Regions from separate parts of the Sus scrofa genome. Here all the other regions are linked to region 2. A link is a contact called in public promoter capture Hi-C data. All regions are on one chromosome and are shown on one strand. Each heading gives the region's core, a stretch centred on a gene start, on an enhancer-like site or on the middle of the called end of the contact. The rest is flanking DNA. Distances are from core to core; before and after follow the strand shown.

What was found. Promoter capture Hi-C pulls out the DNA fragments that hold promoters and counts their contacts.
Region 1: a promoter capture Hi-C map of liver shows a contact between it and region 2, with 2.7 times the contacts expected there. The contact joins the promoter of PFKL here to the promoter of UBE2G2 in region 2. A contact is called at or near these places in 2 of 5 promoter capture datasets (fetal liver and liver) and 1 of 2 datasets of contacts at active chromatin or transcription factors (alveolar macrophages).
Region 3: a promoter capture Hi-C map of liver shows a contact between it and region 2, with 4 times the contacts expected there. The contact joins the promoter of C13H21orf2 here to the promoter of UBE2G2 in region 2. A contact is called at or near these places in 1 of 5 promoter capture datasets (liver), 6 of 47 Hi-C or Micro-C datasets (alveolar macrophages, embryonic fibroblasts, epiblast stem cells and 2 more) and 1 of 2 datasets of contacts at active chromatin or transcription factors (alveolar macrophages).

Annotation. Positions count from the first base shown.
Region 1 is chr13:207,165,532-207,168,795 of Sscrofa11.1, reverse strand. It overlaps PFKL (ATP-dependent 6-phosphofructokinase, liver type), which reads right to left and starts at 1,509. Exons shown (of 22, transcript XM_021071510.1): 1 at 1,308-1,509. The coding sequence starts at 1,392.
Region 2 is chr13:207,470,240-207,473,566 of Sscrofa11.1, reverse strand. It overlaps UBE2G2 (ubiquitin-conjugating enzyme E2 G2), which reads left to right and starts at 1,741. Exons shown (of 6, transcript XM_003359009.4): 1 at 1,741-1,880. The coding sequence starts at 1,838.
Region 3 is chr13:207,203,089-207,206,537 of Sscrofa11.1, reverse strand. C13H21orf2 (protein C21orf2) reads left to right here and starts at 1,797. Exons shown (of 7, transcript XM_021071512.1): 1 at 1,797-1,976; 2 at 3,327-3,345. The coding sequence starts at 1,900. LOC102158266 (a long non-coding RNA gene) reads right to left here and starts at 1,690. Exons shown (of 4, transcript XR_299372.3): 1 at 912-1,690; 2 at 549-746; 3 at 330-444.

The DNA of each region.
Region 1 (3,264 bases), core at 260-2,759, 300 kb after region 2:
AGACCCCTGTGCCCAGGCGAACCCAGGCCTCCCTGGAGAGGCGGGGCCTCCCTGGAGAGGCGGGGCCAGCCCCCTCAGGATGTCTGCCCTCCACACACCCGGCCCTTCCTGGGCTCCAAACTCACAAGATGATGCTTGCCCAAAACCACCCTCCAAGCCTGCTCTCCTCAGGCCCCGTGGGCCCCCCGGCCACATTCTAAGAAAAGCCCCACTGCCAGCAACAGGCTGCAAGCGCTCCAGCCACGCGGGTTGCAGACATGCAGCAGAGCACAGTGCCCGCCCGCCAGGCCGGGTCCAGAGAGCTGAGCCCTGCGCAGGCCGGCGGGATGCAGGCAGCGCTGATTCCTCCGGCCTCCTGGGCTGGCGCCCTGGTGAAAGCCCCTCCCTCCTACCTCTTCCCTCTTGGGGGGGAGCAGGGGCTCAGGGCCTGCGGCAGGCCCAGGAGGTGTGTGTCTGCGCTTTCTGATCTGGAGGGAGGCAGACCAGGCCCAGTCATGAACACTGAAGGTGCCAGCTCTCTCCCTCCCAGGCAGGCCTGCCTCCCGGGCTATGTCAGGTCTCTCTCTGGGTTCCAGGAGTGCGGTGCGGCCATGCGGCCAGGCACAACAGGTGCCGCCCTGGCCATCCCAGGCGGAGGCGCTGGAGAGCAGCAGTCTGACCAAGACCAGGCCTCCAGGAGGGGCCGCCTGGAGGGGCACTTGCCCAGCTCTGCCAGGTCCTGGCTGCAGGGCGCAGGGCAGGCCACGAGGAAGGCCACAGTCTTTGGCTCCCCATGTACCAGGGGTCGAGAAGAGGGCCGCGCTAAAGAAAAATGCCCCAGAGCCACCCTGGAAGCTGGTTTGGGGTTAACCCTATGCCCCCAGGTCGTGTTTCAGAACCAGGAAGAGCCGGGTTCTCCCGGCCTGCGGGGACCTGCCCAGCCTTCCGAGGCTTCCGCGCAGCGTGGCCTCCAGGAAAGGCGGTGGCGGTTCCTGACCCCGCCACCGGGAAAGGGCGCAGAGAGCGACCGGGGGGCAAGAGCGCCCTGTCCCGGCCGCAGCCGGCCGCACAGACACACCCCCGGCGGGCGGGGCGCAGAGGCCGTGGTGGGTGGCACGTACGCGGGCCCGGCGCGTCGGGGCGGGTGCAGGACTGGAATGGGGACCCGGACGGGGGCACGAGGACTGGGAGAGGGCGGGAGGCGGAGCCCGGCTGGGGCACCGGCTGGCCGCGCGCCTCAAGTGCTGGTCGAGGGTGGCCAGCGCGCCCCAGGGGCCCGGGGAGCACACCCGCTGCCCGCGGGCGACCGGCGGTGCGCCAGCACCCACCTTGCGCATCGCCGCCGCTGGTCAGCACGCCGATGGCCTTGCCGGCCCCCGACGTGCGCAGCTTCTCCAGGTCCACGGTAGCCATGGCGGCGCCGACTCCGCCGAGCTCGCTCTCCCGCCCCGCGCCGCCGCTGTCGCCAGGCCCGCCCCGCGCCCTGCGCCCCGCCCCGGCGCCGTGTGAGGTCACCGGTGTCCACGCCGGCGGGGCAGCGGGGGCGGAGCGCGGGGCGGGGCCGACGTGCCTGCGCCACCGCCCCCGGTCGCAGGCGCGCACCCCGGGTACCTGCGCCGCAGGACTGCGCCTCCTCCCGACCGTGCCAGCCTCCTCGGCCACGTTTCTAAACCTGCTCCGTCTAACAAGTGGGGAGCGTTTAGGGAGGGGCTGTCGGTCACAACTTGTGGCCAAGCTGGTCAAGTACGGTGGCCAGACGAGAGGCAAGTCGGGGCGGCCAGAATGTGTCCCTCTGCCAAGCGCTGCCTGCCTGGCTCCTCGGAGGAATTTGTCTTTCTGGGCGCCGATCTGCTGCAACTTTGTTCCTTACACGTGACCGCCCCCAAGCTTTAGCTGAAGGCCCACCCAGAGGCGTCTGACTGAGATGCAAAAGGAATTAAGAGGCAAACCCGTCAGCATTCATTCATTCATTCATTCAGCTGTCACTCCAGGCAATGTTGGCTGGACCCTTGGAAAACTTGCACACTTGCAGCGCCTGGGCGGGGCGGGGGGGGAACCTGGGGTGGGCACCTGAGTCCGGGCGGTGGGCTCTACTTTGGCTGGTCAGTAGGGGAGTCACTCGGAGGGATGGAGCCCCTCCCCCATCCAACCCGCCCCTAAGTGGGGAGCCTGCGCAGTCACAGGAACACATTTGACCCCTGCTCTCCATAAGCCTGGTCACTGGCGGGAGGGTACCCGTGAGCCAGATTGGGGGCTGCAAGGAAAGGCACCCATCCTGACCCAGGGCTGGCAGTGGGTGGGGCCCACTAGGAGGCTGGTGGAGATGCAGCAAGTGTGTTCTGTTTCTTGAGCTGAGCGGTGACACAGGTGTGTTTGCCTTAGGAAAACTCAGCAAGGCTATGAGTTGGGCTTTGTGTGTGTTATATTTGTTCTTTATATATGTTACGTTCTAATACGAAGTTTACCTAAAACTATTCCACTGTAGGGGGAGAGCAAGTGGGAGGTGTTGGAGAGAGAGAATTTCTGTTCTGCAGAAATTGAGCGCGTCCCAGAGCCAGCCGTCCAGCCGGTGCCAGGAGTTACTCACTCCGTAGCGTACACTCACACTTGGCCGAGAGGTGGACTTTGCTAAGAGTTCTTATCATGAGTAACAACAGATGTTTCTTACATTTTGACAGAAGGGAAAGAGGGACCTCATCACTTCCACTTGTACCAAGTCAGGCACGGGTAAGAATCTGGGCGCTCAACTGACCTTCTGGCCTCAGGTTGAGAAGACGGGAGGGCTGCAGGGGTTCTGGGGGAAGACAGCCCACTTGGAATTGTCTGTGCCCTCAGGAGCCCACCCCTGCCTTGGGGTTGGCGGGCAGTGGCCCTCGCCATCAGGTGCACAGCTGTCATCCTGGGATCTCTGTCTCCATCTGTCTCCCTGCTGAGTCTCGTGGCCACCAGCCCCCACGTCACCCTCCCTCATCTGGGGGGGGGCGTGTCCACCAGGAGCTCCCTAAGAAAGGGCATCACGTTTCTGCACGTGTGAAATTGGTCTTACTCCACCCTGGTACTTGATGAAAGACTTGCTATGTCTAGAAATTCAGGCTAGAAGTCATTTTCCTGCAGAATTTTGGTGTCTCCCAGCGTTCCTTGCTTCCGGGATTGCTAGTGAGAAATCAAAGTCACTCGATTCCTCACTGTTTGCACAAGACCCGATAGTTCCTCCCTAGAAGCTGGCAGAACCTTCCTCTCCCAGGGGCAGTAAATTTCCACAGGAAGTACCTTGCATGGGTCTGT
Region 2 (3,327 bases), core at 492-2,991:
ACAGACGTGGTTCAGATCCTGCCTTGCTGTGGCTGTGGCGTAGGCCAGCAGCTGCAGCTCCGATTCAGCCACTAGCCTGGGAGCTTCTCTATGCCTCAGGTGTGGGCCTAGGAAAAAGTACCATGTCGTCTCCATAACTTAGCACGTGGCCATTTGAAAAGGTCGCGTCGGAGTGGATTTTGGGGACAGACACCTCTGCCTTAACAATGCATAATTGTGAGGTTTGTTTGCATTGTTTTATTCAACTCAACAGAGAATTTCTTGCCTCGTCCAGGCACTGAGGCTGCATCCAGGCACACGAGATTACAAATTCCCTGCCCTCAGGGGACATGTATTGGGTAGAGGAGACACATAACAAGTCACATATTATGCTAGAAAGCAGCACAGGACATTACACAGGAGCTTCTGTAGAAGCCTCTGTTGGGTATGTGCTGTGAGGACATACTTTTCTTTGGCTTTTTAGGGCCGCATCCGTGGCACATGGAGGTTCCCAGGCTAGGGATCCAATTGGAGCTACAGCTGCTGGCCTGCACCACAGCCACGGCAATTCCAGATCCAAGCTGTGTCTGCGACCTACGCCACAGCTCACGGCAATGCCGGACCTTTAGCCCACTGAGCAAGGCCAGGGATCGAACCTACAACCTTATGGTTCCTAGTGGGATTCGTTGGCGCTGCGCCACAATGGGAACTCCAAGACTTCACTTTTTAAAAAGGTTTACATATCCTTGCATGGCAAAGCTACCAAGCACTAAGAGTGCCGACTTTTTCTAAAGTAAGGGGGATTCTAAGAAGCATCGACAGATTGCCCAGAGACAGTGGGGCGACCAGTAGAACCTCCGCGAACACTACGAGAAAAGGACACCCTAGTGTAGTCACCTGGATGCACATTACCCAGCTGGGGAAGCCGGAGCCTCAGGGAGCCTGGGGCCGGGTGAGGGGCAGCTGGAGGGGGACGACCACCCTTGTCGGCCTCCTGAAGCAGTGGTCCGGGGACTGTCAACGGGGCCGTGGGCAAGTCTGGACGCGCTGCCCCCGGTCCTGCTGGTCAGCCGGCTGTTGTGGTGGAGGTCGGGGCTGTCGGGCTGCTGCTTTGCTCCCTCCTGTCTCCCAAAGCTCCTCTCTTGGCCAAGCTGAATCCAGAAACACCGACACGGAATAAGGCCACCCCAATCGCCAATCTTCTCACTTAAAACCTAAAACCGTGAGGGTAGCCACAGGGGCACCAAAGGTCTTCCATGGACCTTCTCGTTTTAACTGCATTTGGGCCTCAAAGTCACCTCCTCTGAATGACACAGGGGTGGGGCAGCGAGCGAGCCCCGATACGGTCCATGTGCCAGCGTGTGCATTGTAGCCCACCGGACTGGCGGTATCTTCTTTCTTCCCCTTCTCCTGGTACTTTCAGCAAGTAAGCCATGTGAACCCCACTCTTCCAGCGGGCCGGCCGCCGCCCGCCCGCGCCGTCCCCCACCCTCTGCCCTCCACCCTCCTGCCCCCTCCCCGCCGTCGGGACCGCCCTGAGGCCACGAGGACGGAGCAGGCAGTTCGCACACTCGGCCGGGCGCCGCTGCGCCGAAACCTTGTGGAGCCTCCCCTCCAGGTACTCAGAGCCAGGATTCGGGCTGCGGTCGAGGGCGGGCCCCGGAGTCCGCGCCCGCCCCGCGCCTCCCCGCCGCGCACGCGCCCCGCGCCTCCCCGCCGCGCGCGCGCCCCGCCCTTCCCGCCGCGCACGCGCCCCGCGCCCCGGAAGGGCTCCGGTGCCCCGGAAGCGGTCCCGGCGCTGGGTGGGAGGGACGAGCGCTGAGGAGGAGAGGCCGACGGCACAGCTGTTACCCTGACGATGGCGGGGACGGCCCTCAAGAGGCTGATGGCCGAGTACAAACGTGAGTTCGGGGCCCGCGCGCCCGGTCTCCCGGGACGGCCCTCTCCTCCGCCGCCCGGCCCGGCGCCCCCTTCCTTCCCGGGTCCCTGCACACCGCCCTCAGCTGCTCGCGGCGGCCCACGCCCCCCTCGACCCCCGCGCCCCGCTCCCCCGGGTCCCGGCGCCCCCCCTTCCCTGCTGCTCGCGGCGGCCCCGCGGCCGTGGTGTAGCGCGCGCTCCGCCCACCCCCGGGACGGGCTCGTCTGTGCGCCGTCGGGGCGGGTTTTGTCCGGGCACCGGCGGCCCCTGCGAACCTCGGACCTGCAGGATCGGCCGGCGCGGCGCCGCGCTGGACGGGAAGCCCGGATGGTTGCGCCCAGTCCGGGCTCGTTCGTTTCCGTCTCTGGCTCTTTGAGTGACTCTCTCTTTCCGGCCTCGTGAACGTGCGGTGGCCGGAGAGGGGACGCCCAAGTGGCCTATCGAGAAGTTAGCAAAGAAACGTTAAGAGAAAAGCGCAGTGTGATGAGTTTGAGGTGAAAAGTCAGATTTGAGTTTTCCGTCACAAAGGGAGCCGTTTTTGAGCAAGGCCACCTGCCATCCTTCCTGGGTAGTGTTGGGAAAACCCTCGTGCCTCCTTAGGCAGCACCTTTCCTCACCGTTGGGGAGCGCAGCGGGAGAAGCGAGAACCGGCAGCCTTGCGCAGACCCCCTTCTGCAGCAGAGGCTCCCGGGAGGAGTCGCGGGGAGAGGCCAGCCCTGGCTGCGCTCGGGTTTGAAAGTGTTCTGCTTGGCCTCACACAGGGCGGGAGCCCGCCGGCGGCTCAGACCTGCCTCTGCTTATTAATTCTCTGACCTTGGCCTCCGCCCTTGCCCTCACCCGTGCAGAGGAGTGCTTCCCAGGTACCTGCTGGGTGGCTGTCCCTGGTCTTAGCTGTGGCTGTTACCGTTACACCGAGGACACTTTCGGGAGAAACTGGAAAATGAGCGTCGACAATGGGTGCAGCAAAGCTAACAGTACTGTGCAGGTGTCTCGGTTTCCTAAGCCTTCCCAGAGGCGCTGTGCAGGGAGCATTGGTGTTTGGCCTGAGCAGACCGCAGTGTTGCAGAGGCGGGCCCTCCAAAATAAACGTGTGAGTGACGCTCACCATCTGGCCTCCTCTGAAGTTGGGGCTCCTGCCCCACTGTCGCCCCACCGTCTTTCCCTCTGGGTGGCGGCACCCACGGCCTTCCTCTTCCCGCCTGGTGTTTGACTGGGAGACGTGCTTGTGCCACACGTAATCTGTTGATTTGAGTCCAAGCCAGCCTCCGGCCCGGGGAACTGCAGCGCAGATGCCTCTGCTCCTGCGCCCACTGCTTCTCTGCGCCACACGGTCGCATCGTGTCACTCTGCCCGGAAGCCCTTGCAGGGACCCCGCAGATGCTCTGTGCTCTGGCCCGTCTGCCTCTGTGAGATCCCCAACTCCTCCACCC
Region 3 (3,449 bases), core at 548-3,047, 270 kb after region 2:
GACTTGGGAGAAGCGTCTGCCGGCGGCTTGTGCCACCGCTGCCGTTGAAAACCCAGCTCATGTCAGTATGAGATCCTCCAGGACCACTGGCCGTGAGCTGGGCTCAAGTTTGCTGCTGCCCCTGGAGCCACTCCTGTTGCTGCCGTTTCACTCCTGGAACCTTCACGAACCAGGTCCAGGCAGCCTTCTGGGAACCAAGGCCTCTCCCAGCTGACCACCAGCCTCTCACAGGGACCTCTTAGTTCACCCGCCTACCGGTGCTCTCTGTGACAAGCCTCTCCCCTGTGCTGTGTGGTTACTGCCACCCGGGCAGCAACAGGGGAGCTCACCCGTGGGTCTGACGTGGTGGATGGTCCCCCGGGAGGTTCTGCGCGTGCCTGCGTGGCACCATCTCCCGTGCACGCCCACGGGAGGCCACGCCTGACCTCTGCTTCTAGAGAGATCCTGAAGAGACGGGAGAGGAGGAGCAAGAGCAGCTGAGAAGCCTGCGACCAAGGAGGCATTTCAGGGTGAATGGGCCGCTGCAGCCCCAGGTCACCGCTACTCACCTGTGGTGGCAGGTGGGTGCCTCCGTGCCCATCCGGCCGTTCCCTATACTAGATTCTGAATGCTTAGCCTGCCACTGAAGACTGGGCTGCAGCTCCCACTGCTCAGGCCACCAAGTGGGTAGGAACAGCCACTGAGGGGTCTTGAGTTCTTCCACAAACTCTTAAAATAAAAATGGGTGGATGGAACGTCAACGGTTTCTAAAATGAAAAAAAAGAAAATGCAGCAGTTGTTAAACTACGGTGCGAATGCTTCTCTTTTTAGAATTCCCTGTGGTCTTCCTAAGGACAATGGCGGTGTTGGATGGGATGGGAGATCCTGCAGCAAAATCCCACTGTCCCCACTGAATCATGACCCCTCCTCACCACAGAGGTCCCTCCAACAGGGAGATCCTCCACAGCCCTGGGCTTCGGAGGTGACTCTGAGAAAGCCATCGCTGACCTCTGTGAAAGAAAACGATGATTCTGACCAGTTGGTAAAAGCGTTATTCAAAATTATTGCAGTGAGAGGAGAAAGAGAGCGCTCAACTCCAATTCAACAAAGACGGGGGATTTATGGCCAAGGCGCATGAGAGGCCAGTGGGTGGAAAGCTCCTGAGAGACGTGACGGGTAGGGGACTGAGTCACGGACTAGATTCCGCGGGAGAGGGGGGACGAAGAACGCATCAGGTGTCCGGGGTGATCGGAGATGGGCTGGGGTGACCAGCAGGATCTTTGCTGAGACCGGGCTGGGCGGGCCGAAGCCGGGACCGGGGCCGTGGGGACGAGGTCCCAGAGGAGGCCGGTCTCGGTCTCGTCCCCCCAGCAGTCTGAGATCCTGGATCCCTGTCCTAGCGCCCTCTGCAGGCAGCCCAAAGAACTTGACTTCTAAAGCATTCAAGTGCCGTGAGGGCTCCCTTCGGGCTGGCCGGTATCTTCGGCACCTGCCTCCTTCCGTAAGTGCCGAGACGAAGGGGTCAGGACAAGTCCTTTCAACTCTTTAACTCTTTGTAACCCGGGGCAGTTAAGAGCCCACCCCCTTGACGCTCGGCGAGGGCGGTGGGTCCCCAACCCCGGCGCGGAAGGATGACGTCAGAGCCTGGCCTCCCACTCTGCGCAGGCGCAAGACCGGCGGCGCGCCGCCGGGGCAGGGCGGAGCGGGCGGGGGGCGGAGCCAAAGCGCGAAGAGGAAGCCCGGGCGGCCCACTGCGCTCGCGCTGACCCGCCCCCTCGCCGGCGGCCAATGGGCTCTCTGGACCCGCCCCTGGCGACATAGGCCCCGCCCCCTGGAAACGCGCCGCGGCGGGGCCGACCACCTCGGGTTAGCGAGCGGTTCGAGAGCTCTGCCGGGGTCTGGGGTCCTGCGGCCGCCGCCATGAAGCTGACGCGGAAGATGGTCCTGTCCCGGGCCAAGGCCTCGGAGCTGCACAACGTGCGGAAGCTCAACTGCTGGTGAGGCCGGAGGCCGTCCTCCCCCCTGTCCGGCACCCTCTCCCCGGGAACCCAGCCCTAGGGCAGAGCTATCGGAAAACAGAGACCCCAGCCCAGCACCTCCGCCCTGGAGCGAGGACCCCCGCCCCGCATCTCTGCTCCGGGGCACAGCCGAGAAGGGCCTGGGAAGGATGCCGAGGATTTCAGGGACGGGGGTACCTCCGGCCTCACCTTCCTGGCCGTTGCTGGGTCCTGGGGGCTCACAGGATGTGGGAGTTGCTGCCATTGGCCCAGGCGGCCTTTGGCAAAGATCATTCCAGAACGTTCACCCCTCCTGAGTGAGTGGTGGTGTCTCATGCAAAGCTCCAAACCTGCACTCCTTGCTGGAAACAATTGGAGGGAGTTACCTGGGAGAAGCTGTTGGGCTGTAGAGAGCTGCAGTGGGGCCGACAGTTCCCTCCATGGACAGGTCTCATTTCTGACATGGGCAGCAGCCCCTGGGAGCCAGGCCTGATGAGGTGGGAGATCATGGGAATTAACACCTTTTCCAGGGGAAAGAAAGGAAACTGGGACCCCAGAGAGAAGCTTCAGCAAACATTTTTGTGATTGAGCCCTGGGGGGAGGGGCGGTCCCCACGAGACAGGAGAGATACAGGTGCTGTGGGGTCGGTGTCGGCTCAAAGGCAAGGCAGCCAGCCCTCGCAGAGCCAAGGCAGGACCCGAAGTGCTTCTGAAACTCCTGAAAGGTCTACACGTGTTCGCTGGGGATTCCGAGCACGTCTCCCAAGTCTGTACCCTGGACAGTTCAGGTGCGGCTGGGCACTCGGCCAGAGGCAGCCGCCCTCCAGCCAATGCAGCACATTGACTGCGGAGCTCTGCCTGTTCATTAAACAGCCTTTCTCTCTGCCCTGCACATCTGGCGTTTTGGCCACAACATCCCTGTGGTTTGTTTTCAATAATGCGTGGCGTTGTCGGGCTTGGCGAGGTCATCCTTCCAGAAGCTGCGAGGAACAACGGCCCTATTTCAGGCTGAGTGCGTTCACGAGTCGCGTGTTTGGGCCCAGAAGTGGCCTCTTACAAAGAGGCCCTTGTTTATCTCCCTCGGGGCAGCTGCCTTGAGAACCAGTAAGTCTTCGTGTCCTTCAGATGGGGTGGCCTCCGCCGTTTCTTCATCCGAGAAGGAGCCCTTCAGGATCAAATCATTTTGTCCACAGTCAACCAGGACTCGCTTTTGGCGCCTTTGTCAGTTATCCGAGAAAGCCTTCTTTTACTTTGTCATTGAAATCCCAGACTCTTACCGTTTATCATTAGTTTTTGGAATTTGTCTGCAACCTGAACAAAGTGAGAGTGTGTCTGTCTTTTCTTTCCCCAGGGGCAGCCGTCTCACGGATGTACGTATCACGCACACCATCTCCAGGTGGTCCCCGGCCCCCGAGAGGACTGTTCAGTTGACAGAACTGCACCCACTCAGTCCAGGCCCCGGTCTGGTACTTTG